Regions from separate parts of the Danio rerio genome. Here region 1 is linked to region 2. A link is a contact called in public HiChIP or PLAC-seq data. All regions are on one chromosome and are shown on one strand. Each heading gives the region's core, a stretch centred on a gene start, on an enhancer-like site or on the middle of the called end of the contact. The rest is flanking DNA. Distances are from core to core; before and after follow the strand shown.

Region 1 (5,580 bases), core at 487-2,986, 250 kb after region 2:
AAAGAAAGAAAGTCAAACAGGTTTGAAATAACATGAGGCTAGGCAAACAATGACAGAGTTGTGTCTTATATTTGGTAAACCATACCTTTAATGTGTCTCTTATTGCTTAATGTAGATGCTTCTACTTCCGTCTGCTCATAATTTATCCGTTGAGAGAACACAAAGAGACCTAACAATTATTCTGAGTTTGACTAGGGGCCAAGACTGAAATCAAACCCCTAATGTTATATCACAGAGCAGTTATCTTGCACTGAGCAGAATATATCCACAATCCTTTCACCAAAATAGTTCTGATATTTTCGGTTGTGACTTCAAAGGCCTTTGATTTTTGATCTGACCTGGATGAACTTGGCTGTTAGGCAATCTGTCCGTTCTTCCTGTCTCTGTCTATTTGTATTGCACACAAGATGTGATGTGAATTCACTGCAATCACTGGAACGCAGACACTAAGGTCTTTTCCTTTTTTTTTAAATGGGTCATCTACACGAGGTAAACAATCAATTAAAATCTATAACTGAGCTGACTACTTAGCCTTTAAATTATCTCTGTTGACAAATGACAAATAATCCTGCATGATTGGTTATGCGCTATATATGATGATCCAGCACGTACTGCAATTTTCATGACATCAGGGTGACATGAATGGCAGTTGTGTCTTTATTAGTCAATGAATCAAGGTCATATGATCTCTGTACTGATCTGACGGTGTTTGGTTGCATGAAACGCTGTGGATGTTCTCAAGGCTATCAGAGTGGCTGTTTATTTTGAAGATGCTTTCCTCTTTTTCTTCCTGATTTATACTAACGCATCTTTTGTTTATACACACACACACACACACTCATACATACACACATAGAAAAACTAAGTCGAGCGATGCGTTGACAGTCTTCTCTTTATGTAAAAGCTAAGGGAATGCAGGCCATCAATATAGCGTTATTTGCCTCACGCTGCCTGGCTCGATCCTGGCGGTTATAAACAAATGAAAGCTATGGTTTCGCTACGGCAAGAGCTGAAGGCAGCGACTTGTACACTCAAACACGCGCGCGCGCACCGACGCCCATTAAAACACCACGCACGACACACGGCAAAAAGCATCCTGTGTCCGATGCCACACACACACACCGAATATTTCAGCTGTTGGATGTGGAGAGTTCGGAAAGCGCCAACTAGCTACAGCATCTCACTGGCGCTTCCATTCACACGTCCATCGGTTATTGATTTATTGGCCCGTAAGAAATAACGTCACCTTGTTTAAAAGCATTGACTCACCGCATCTTATAAAGCACTGGAAAAGGAGTCAGCTATGGATGTGCTGAGCAGCATCGGGCTGTGTGATCTCGGAATGCTCCTTAATTCCCTTGACAGTGTGTCCGTGTGTGAATAAAACACGCAGATGATGTTTTGAGCTTCTCCTCCAGATGCGCCGTTCTGAGGCTTCAAGCCTCCCGAGGACCCTCGATCAAAGAACTGAATATATATCGAGTATCCTTCGTCCCCCAAACCCAGTAGATCTATGGTGGACACGGGGGATCGTATCCCGTGCTGTATCCCGACCAGTGTTTTTTTTTTTTTTTTTTTTTGGAATAAGAGGAAAATGCGCAGAGTGGCTCCAGCGATGGCACAATCCACGAGATCAGCGCCAGTCCATCGCTAGATCGTCCATGCGACCCGACAGCTAGCGAACGAGCGCCGAGAGAAAATGACAAGCCAATTTGGAAGCAAAGTGATGCTTGATTCAAGGATGGAGGGTGGGAGGGAAAGAGAAAGAAAAGGAGAATAAGAGAGGGGCGGTGAATCAGGAGCTTGTGGTGACAGGAAGGCTTGAGCACGCTCTGGTGGCCGAGTGCGCGCACAGCAGTAAAGGGTCGACCTTCCCATCACCTGCGGGGTCATTCAGAGAAATTGTAACACTTGAGCCTTTTCCACTTTGAAACTTCAAATCTAAATTTTAAGACTTCGCGTGTTAAACTGTAATTTTGAATATTATATAATCAGGGTTGACAAAACTTAACTGAGGTTATTATTACACTAAAATGTGTTCAATTGAAATGATTTTTAATTATACTAGTTCTACAAAAATTCAGTTTAAATGTGTAAAATCATGGTAACATAGTTGAGAAGGCAGAGCTATAATTTAAACATAGCAGAAAATAAGTTAATTAGTAATAAAGATAATATCCTAAAATTAGATTAGTAATATTAGTGAGATCAGTAAGACTCTGTAATATTTACAGAGGAGTGACGTGGTGGCGCAGTAGGTAGTGCTGTCACCTAACAGCAAGAAGGTTGCTGGTTCGAGCCTCGGCTGAGTCAGGTGGCATTTCTGTGTGGAGTTTACCCTCACAAGTTCAAAGACATGTGGTACAGGGTAATTGGGTAGCCTAAATTGTCCATATGAGTATGAATGAGAGTAAATGGATGTTTCCCAGTGATGTCCCAGGGTTGCAGCTGGAAGGGCATCTGCTGCGTAAAAACGTGCTGGATAAGTGTGTTCATTCCGCTGTGGTGACCCCAGATTAATAAAGGGACTAAGCCAAAAAGAAAATGAATGAATGAATATTTACAGAATTTAATTTATCCTTTTACAATTTTTAATTTACGTATTTCTATTAATGACACGTGATTGCAACAGCGTTGTTGCATTAAAGAAACACAAAGTCTTTTAAATAAAACAATACTATAAAATACTAAATTACTTTATATTTTTATAAACATATGATAAGTATTTAAAAACAATTTTAATTTCTGCATTGTTAGAACGAGGAAGAAAAAAATAATTAGTTACCAGTTACTCACACACACACTCTCTCTTTCTCTCTCTTACTTTTTAAAAATTGGTAAAATTGTGTTTGGCATGCATAAATATGGCAAATATTTACTTTTTCAGCATAAATACATACAATTGAAGTCAGAATTATTAGCCCCCCTTTTTATTATTATTATTTTTTTATATATTTCCCAAATTATGTTTAACATGGCAAATAAAATGTCACAGTATTTCTGATCATTTTTATTTGTATAAAACAAACAATTTGGCTAGAATAAAAGCAGGCTACTAATTCTGACTTCAACTGTATGTCCCAGATCATGAAGTGACCTGTCCCAGGTTATCAAATTCAGGCAGTTAATACCTATTAGTATTTTTAAATACTAATAAGTGTGGCATGGCTATTCTCTGTACAACATCTACATGTTTTCTTAGGTGGTTAGAAAACATCTTAGTGATTTCATAAATATCTAATATGTTGTTCTAATTAGTTAGAAAGACATTGAAATTAGAGAGCTGAAGTCAAAATTGCAATAAAGTGTCCAAGATTACCCGAATTCACCCTACTAAATTCATGTTTGTAGGCATTAATCCTGGAGATTTTGTTTGGAATTGTTTTCAAATTACTATAGTAAATATCAAAGTAAAACTTATTTAACTTTTCCATCGCACACCTTTGATTTTTCATTGCTTTCCAGCTGTATTTACAGTTTTAACATTGCTTTTGTTCTAAGGTAGAGTGTCTTTTATTTTATGACACTCAGTATTTATTTTCTCTACACATTTCAATAAAATACAAATGTAGGTCTACTTGAGGTAAACAACTTCAAATGACAAGAAAATACTCAACAAACATTTAGGTTTACTTAAAGTCTGAATGGAAAAGCTTTCAAAAGATAAATTAAGTAAAGTTTAATTATTGTATTGCCAATGTAGGTAGAAGGGTCAATAATTTACTATTAAAAATAAAGATGGTAATCAAACATGAAAAACAATAGTCTAAACAACAAAAACAAAATACTGGACAATGAGTAGAAGTACAATAGGGCGTACATTTGTAAGAGAAAAATTAACTGAACAAGAAGCGGGTGCACAAAGCAATCAGTAACCATGACAACAAATAAGGAATGAATCCAGCAGGGAACTGCGATGAACATGTGAATAGCACAAAAGTGAAGCTATGCTCAGACTGCATGCAGAGAAACCAATTTTTTCTCAAAAACATATCATGTCAATGAGACTATCCACACTATTAATTGCAAGTGTTTGGGTCATATTTGTGTGTTCACACATATAACCAACCTGCATGTTGCTTTGGTAACGATGTAGGCGTATACACGTGCTGCATGACAAGGCTTTCGCATGAGGCAGGAAATATGGAGTTGCATCATCTCACTCACCAAATAAGCACCTATAAGTCATGATACAAAAGAAAAACTCATATGATTACTTATGTCACAGTCTTTGATGTTTTAATCAAAGGTTTAAAGATATTGTTTTTTAAAGAGTAAAGACTATTTGAAATTTGATTTATAAAGTCAGCTTCCAGACAATGATGTATGTATGGAATTGCATTTCAATCCATCTAAAAATATTAGGGGTTGTAGATATTAGGGGGTTGTAACTGCAAGTGTTGAACACTGTGGGCCAGGGCTACACGATATTGGAAAAATTTAACATTGCGATATTTTTTTTTATTTTGCAATAAATTTTGCGATATGGATATAATTTCACCAGATGACTTAATCTCTATTTGGAAAGAATTTATAATGTCAGATTGATTGGGATGATTACGCAGTGGGAGTGCATCTTCATAAAATCTAATGAAAAATCTATAAACTTTTTAGGGTCCCGACACATTTTGGTTTTTGTCTGTGCTATTTGCAGTGCATTTCTGTATTTGCAAGTGTTGTAAGTACTTTCTATGCATAAAAATCTGTAAATACAGATACAAAAAACTATTGAAATAAAATGTTTTATCATTTCCCGGGTCTTCAAGTACACTAACTGAATGATAAAAATAATTCAATAAAATTAATCAAAAAAATCATTATACAATCACGGGCATCAAAAACACATGCCAATGATAAATTGTGATCTAAAATCAACATTGCATATCTTGCGATGTGATTATTGCAAATGATCACATTTTGATCTCGATGCTGAAAGATATATTTTGCAGCCTATGGGCCATCTAGATAAAATGTGTGTATAAACAAAAATAAAAAAGAGTGCAATTGGCGCATACATAGGCTATGTTTGCATTTTAAAAATAATGTACACTGAACTAAGTGTAGAAGTATATGGAGCACACACAAACGTATGGGAAAAGCAAAACAAGGCTGCACATGAAAACGTCATTGTTGGAGACATGTTGGGGGATACTTATGAGGTACACAAAATAGCTTTTTTTTATGGAACCCTCCTGCACTTAATTTTAAAGTAATTATAACAACTAAACCATTGATTTAAGCCATGTCTGTGTTGGCACGGCTTCCATCGGTTTTATTTGAGACTTAATATTCCACAAATTATGATTTGTGAACATGCACTAATTAATGTCTCTCATGAGCAGGAGTAATAAGAGCTGATGTCTGTGTTATTTCATGAAATGAGGGGGGAGAGGCCTGGACATCCATTTGCATTAAACTCACGGGCATCAAAGGCGCATCGCGGACATGCGCGCTGACAGCCAGTTATCAGTCTCACGCAAACCCTAGGCTGTCTAAATAATGTCTCTAATGCGACTTTCGACATTTGAAAATGTTAAAATATCTAACTTGCATGGGCTTAGATCATCCGAGACGTCCGAA
Region 2 (5,395 bases), core at 2,873-5,372:
ACTCAGCAGCTACAATGCGACAGCTGAAACTGTCTTGCATACATCTGTACATAGTGGTTCTTAAAGCACTCACTCCAGCTGCAGTCCACTCTCCCACATTTTTGAATGGGTTTTGTTTCACAATTTTCTCCAGTGTGTGGTCATCCTTATCGCTTGTACATTGTTTTTTACCACATCTTTTCCTTCCCTTCGCCTCTCTATTGATGTCCTTGGACACAGAGCTCTAAAAACAGCTAACCTCTTTTGCAATTACCTTTTGTGTCTTGCTCTTCTGGTTTAAGGTGTCAGTGGTCGTCTTTTTATCAAAAGTCATCAAAATCATCAAAATTAAAAGGAATAAAGACTTGAAATATATCAGTTTGAGAGGAATGAATGTATACTTCAATTTTTTTGAAGATATTCTATAGCTATTTGACCAGCACCTGTATACAGGGGTTGGACAATAAAACTGAAAGAATGGCCAATTTAAGCTGTGGTCACACTGGACTTTTCTCCCCATAGACTTCGATTCATAGGCACACGTATGCGTCAGACCGAAAAACGTGAGGTCATGGGTCAAGTTTCCCAGGTTGTTGCGGTGCAAAGTTAAAGCTTGGTGAACTCTGACCTGCGACATTACTTGACTGTGTGAAAACAATCGAAGATCAAAACATGACATCTCTGGACAGAAATTTAAAACATGGAGCAATCGCTCCCATTTAAAAATGTCTAATTTGCTTGTTTAATCCTGCCCCTTTTCGCAGCGCCGCACGACAGAATATTGCATGCTCAAACTCTAATGTGACCGCAGCTTTACTGTAGGAGGTTTCATGGCTACATTTGACCAGCCTGGTGGCCAATCTTCATTAATTGCACCTTGCCAGTTTGGGGTGTTTTGGAGCACTATTCACTATATGACCTGCCCACTATTCTGCAAGAAGAATGGCTCAAAATCCCTCTGGCCAATGTGCAGGACTTCCCAAGGCAAACTGATGCTGTATTGTCAGCACAAGAAGCCCTTCACCACACTAACGTACTATCGAGGTCTAATACCTGGCATTTAAATGTATAATATTTATGTGTATTATTATGTGCAACAAATGTATTGGAAAATGCAGGGGTTGTTGGTATGAGATGCGTGTAGGTATAAGTGATGACCAGATCTCGATTGTATTTGCAGGGGTTGCACCTAATTCACAGGCCCGAAAGGTCAGGCAATCAAAAAGTACATTCTTTTTAATTGCGGGTGGGCAGTGGGTGAAAAGGATCAATTTTTTAAAATTTTTCATCTGACAGACAAGCACAAATATATATGTATTTAGTTGAAGTCAGAATTAATAGCCCCCCTTAATTATTAGACCCCCTGTATAATTTTTCCCCAATTTTTGTTTAACGAAGAAAAGATTTTTTTTCAACACATCTCTAAACATAATAGTTTTAATAACTCATTTCTAATAACTAATTTATTTTATCTTTGCCATGATGACAGTAAACAATATTTGACTAGATATTTTTCAAGAACCTTCTATACAGCTTAAAGTGACCTTAAAAGGCTTAACTAGGTTAATTAGGTTAACTTGGTTAGGGTAATTAGGCAAGTTATTGTATAATGATCTTAAAGGGGCTTATTTTGTCCTTAAAATGGTGTTTTAAAAATCTAAAAGAGCTTTTATTCTAGCCAAAATAAAACAAATAAGACTTTCTCCAGAAGAAAAAAATATTATTAGACAAACTGTCATAGTTTCCTTGCCCTGTTAAACATTGTTTGGGAATATTTAAAAAAAGAAAAAAAAAATTCAAAGGCGGGCTAATAGTTCTGACTTCAACTGTGTATATTTAATTAGGGTGCTTAACGACTGTTGATAAATATGTTGGGGTTCTTCTTAAAGAGGATGTGGCAAGCATCTCTATTCTTACAAGGATATATATGGTTATGTGTTCCTGCATTCTTCAGATTTTGCTCTTCCAATGTAACTGGACAAGACTCTTCTCCATGAGAAAGCAACTCCATTCTTTGCGTTCTAATCGAAAACAGCCTAATAGTTTGTGTTGCATTTATGGCAACAGCAATTATTCTGTTAAAGTAAGTATTATTTTAAAAGGAGGATATTTAAAAAAATATATATATGCTAATCTTGGCAAAGCTACAAATTTTGGAATATAAACATTTTATATAACATTTATGATATGCACATTATCTCTAATAACACTGCATTTGAATGATTTAAAACCATGCTTAAAACAAAGAAATAAAATAGGCTAATGTTTGGGTGCAGACGATTGGGTGCAGATATCTATTACAAAGAAAATTGTAGGTGTGTTACAATCTAAGCATAAACACTTACTACTGCCCGTATATTCTAAAACTTGCTGTCAGAGAATATAACAGAAGAATATTAATGCAAAACAAATCAATGAAATCTTGATTGTTTATATATTCGTTTTTCTTTATTTTTTGCATGGGACCCCCTGTTTTATAACAGGATCTATGTGTTCCTTGGCTACCTTGCTGAAAAGCGTAATACTAGTGTACTAGACTATGTGTGCTTTGGCTACTTTGTCTACTGGCTTTACTCTAGAGCAGGGTTGTCCAATCATCTTCCTGGATATGAACCTTCCTGCAGAGTTCAGCTGCAACCTTGATCAAACAAACATCTTTAATTACCAAGTGCTCCTTCAAATTTTATTTATGCTGCTGTTACACTACATCTGGTGCGTGCAAAATTCTGTTATACATCACTGTGAAAAGGGGCGGGATTAAACAAGATGATTAGACATAGAAAAAAAGCAAGCGATTGGTCCATGTTTTAAATTTCTTTCCAGAGAGGTCATGTTTTGATCTTTGATTGGTGTCACGCAGTAAAGTGATGCGATTTTGCAGGTCAGATTTTGCTGGCCTTTGAGGTTCTATCTTCTGTTGAACACAAAAGAAGATGTTTTATAGAATGCTGGTTGCTGGGATCCATCAACTTAGAAGGAAACTGAAATAGGTTTTGAATATCATATGAAAGATGAGTAAATGATGACAGGACGTTCATTTTTGGATGAACTTTAGAGAATATATCGCTATTTGCTCTTAGTAAACATAGCATAATGCTAATAGTAGTGCTAAAAATGGTATAAAAATTCCCTTTGAAACAGCTATGATTGCTGTTAGTACTTATTGTATATATATATATATATATATATATATATATATATATATATATATATATATATATATATATATATATATATATATATATATATATATATGTGTGTGTGTGTGTGTGTGTGTACTTTGAAAATGGTATTGAAGTCAACTTTTCAGTTGGCCTCTATACATGATGTGGTGAATTGTTGTCTTCACATGCATTTTATGTGTTTATGTTAGACTGCAGCTCTGCACAAGAAGACTGTTAGACTGCAGCTCTGCACAAAAAGTTTGGCCAGAGAAGAAATGGTGGTGCCCAACTCAGTCTGGTTTCTCTCAAGTTTTTTTATTCTTCACTTTCACCAATTGTTTTTTCCTTGCCGCTGTTGCTACTGGCTTGCATGGTTCGGGACTTGTGGAGCTGCGCATCAATGGATTTGCTCTTCAGTGCTTGGACTTTTAGCAGTGAAAATTAAACCACCCTAAACTGAACTGAACTAAACTGAACTTCAACTCTGAAAACTGGACTGACACTGTGTCAATTTACTATGAGTAAGCTGCTTGACACAATCTACATTGTAAAAGCCCTATAGAAATAAAGATGAATTGAATTGATGCATAATTAGGCCTACTTGACAACTCAATCTGCAACTACTGACCTGGCATCCATAATGCAGTGTTTTTTCATAATTTTTTTTTAAATATATATATATATTTTTCAGATATGTGTAAAATGGATCATGACAACATTGTTATTTGTATGCAAACTTTTAAAACAATTCAAAACAGCTTGATTTTAGATAACATATCTTTAACGTTAAGAAAAATCTGAATATAAGTCATACAGAATGTGGGATTGCGCAACATATTTATTCAGAGCATTTGCCTTTGTCTTAACAAAAGAGTAAACTGGCTTCATTTTGACACCCGGTGTTTCCTCAACATTTAACACACACAACTTGACCTTTTCAAAACACAGAGGTAGCTCTATTCTCTCTGCTGATAAGCTTCACATGTGTGTATGTTCCTTCCTGCTTAAGAATAGGTTGTTAGCCATAATGGACTAATAATTCATCTCATTACAGGAAGCAGTGGAAATGTTTGGTGAGTGATTACGTCCGGATGCTTTGCTTTACCACCAATACAGTGCAAGGGTTAAACAGACCTTTAACAATATAAAACTGATTAAGAACTAAAGGAATGTAATACAAAAGAGTCGATTCCTCCACATAAATGCCTAATGTTTAAATGGGTTGAAGTTTGCCTGCAGCTGCACTGAATTTTGCGTCCACTTGGTGGCAGCGTTGATGTATGCGTTTGCTACAAATGCGTGAAAATACTAACAGTCAATAGTAAACTCATCAAAACGGGATTAGCTTGCTGGAGTCAAATGATTATTGAACTGGTTTCTGTGCTACTTTGCTTATCAGATTCAGGGCATCTCTGTGTGCAATACTTAGAAAAGCTATGTGTTTTTTCCTCCACAAAAATATTCAAGTATTTACCAACATTTTTGACTAGTAGTGTAAAGAAATAAAGAAATATAAAAAAAAAAAAAAAAATGAAACCAAAACCAGTGTTTGATGTTCAATTGACTGTACTGACAAGCATGGAAAATGTATAAATATTAATATAAAACACATAAATATTCCGTTTCTGATAAACCTTGGTTTCATCATGCTAGTGAAAGAGTTTCATAAATGTGATATGTTTGTGCTTTCTTCTCTAAATAGTTGTTTTAAAAAAAATCCGCTGAGAAGCAAACAATTTGAAGTTCTTTAAAAATAAGAACCGTGGCATCCCAAGTGTTTTGAGATCCCCAGACCCTGTCTAATCCAGATTCATTATGAAGATCTCTTAGCAGCAGGAAGTCCACCCGGACACATGTGACCTTTCTGAAAAAGATGCCATGAGAGGCAAATACTCTGACCCACGGCTGCCCCGCTGTGTTTATCTATGCCTCTTCCATTTCATAACATACGCTTTTAGATGCACATGGGAGAGAGTTTGAATAGACGAGCAGCGTCTTTACATATATTCAGAAAATGCCTGTTCTCAGTCTCAGTGTTTCACTGTCAAACTGCAGCAGAACATATGCCGTGGGAATGCTAGAGGGTCCTAAAACACTCACACACACACACACCTGCAGATGTTGCTTAATGTTTTCCTTACCAGACACAATTTTATATAGCATTTTCTGTCATTCTGAACCTCTCAATGCTCTGATTAGGAACTATTGTGTTGGTGACAAACTCAATACACTTGACCTGACGGCAGGACGCA

The links. HiChIP or PLAC-seq counts read pairs in DNA pulled down with a chosen protein or histone mark.
Region 1: an H3K4me3 HiChIP or PLAC-seq map of embryo shows a contact between it and region 2, with 9 times the contacts expected there. The contact joins the promoter of adgrl3.1 here to the enhancer-like site in region 2. A contact is called at or near these places in 5 of 18 Hi-C or Micro-C datasets (caudal fin, embryo, hematopoietic stem cells and 1 more) and 2 of 4 datasets of contacts at active chromatin or transcription factors (caudal fin and embryo).

Annotation. Positions count from the first base shown.
Region 1 is chr1:24,728,968-24,734,547 of GRCz12tu, forward strand. adgrl3.1 (adhesion G protein-coupled receptor L3.1) reads right to left here and starts at 1,737. Exons shown (of 22, transcript XM_684028.11): 1 at 1,270-1,737. LOC141385568 (a long non-coding RNA gene) reads right to left here. Exons shown (of 3, transcript XR_012406192.1): 2 at 5,552-5,580; 3 at 2,555-4,178. si:dkey-92j12.5 reads left to right here and starts at 5,442. Exons shown (of 41, transcript XM_073951162.1): 1 at 5,442-5,580.
Region 2 is chr1:24,475,124-24,480,518 of GRCz12tu, forward strand. No RefSeq gene overlaps it. Among named protein-coding and RNA genes, the nearest start is that of smim18, 33 kb to the left of the region's middle. Within about 2 kb of position 4,123, at least 4 of the 62 cell types and tissues checked have an H3K27ac peak or open chromatin away from gene starts, as enhancers often do.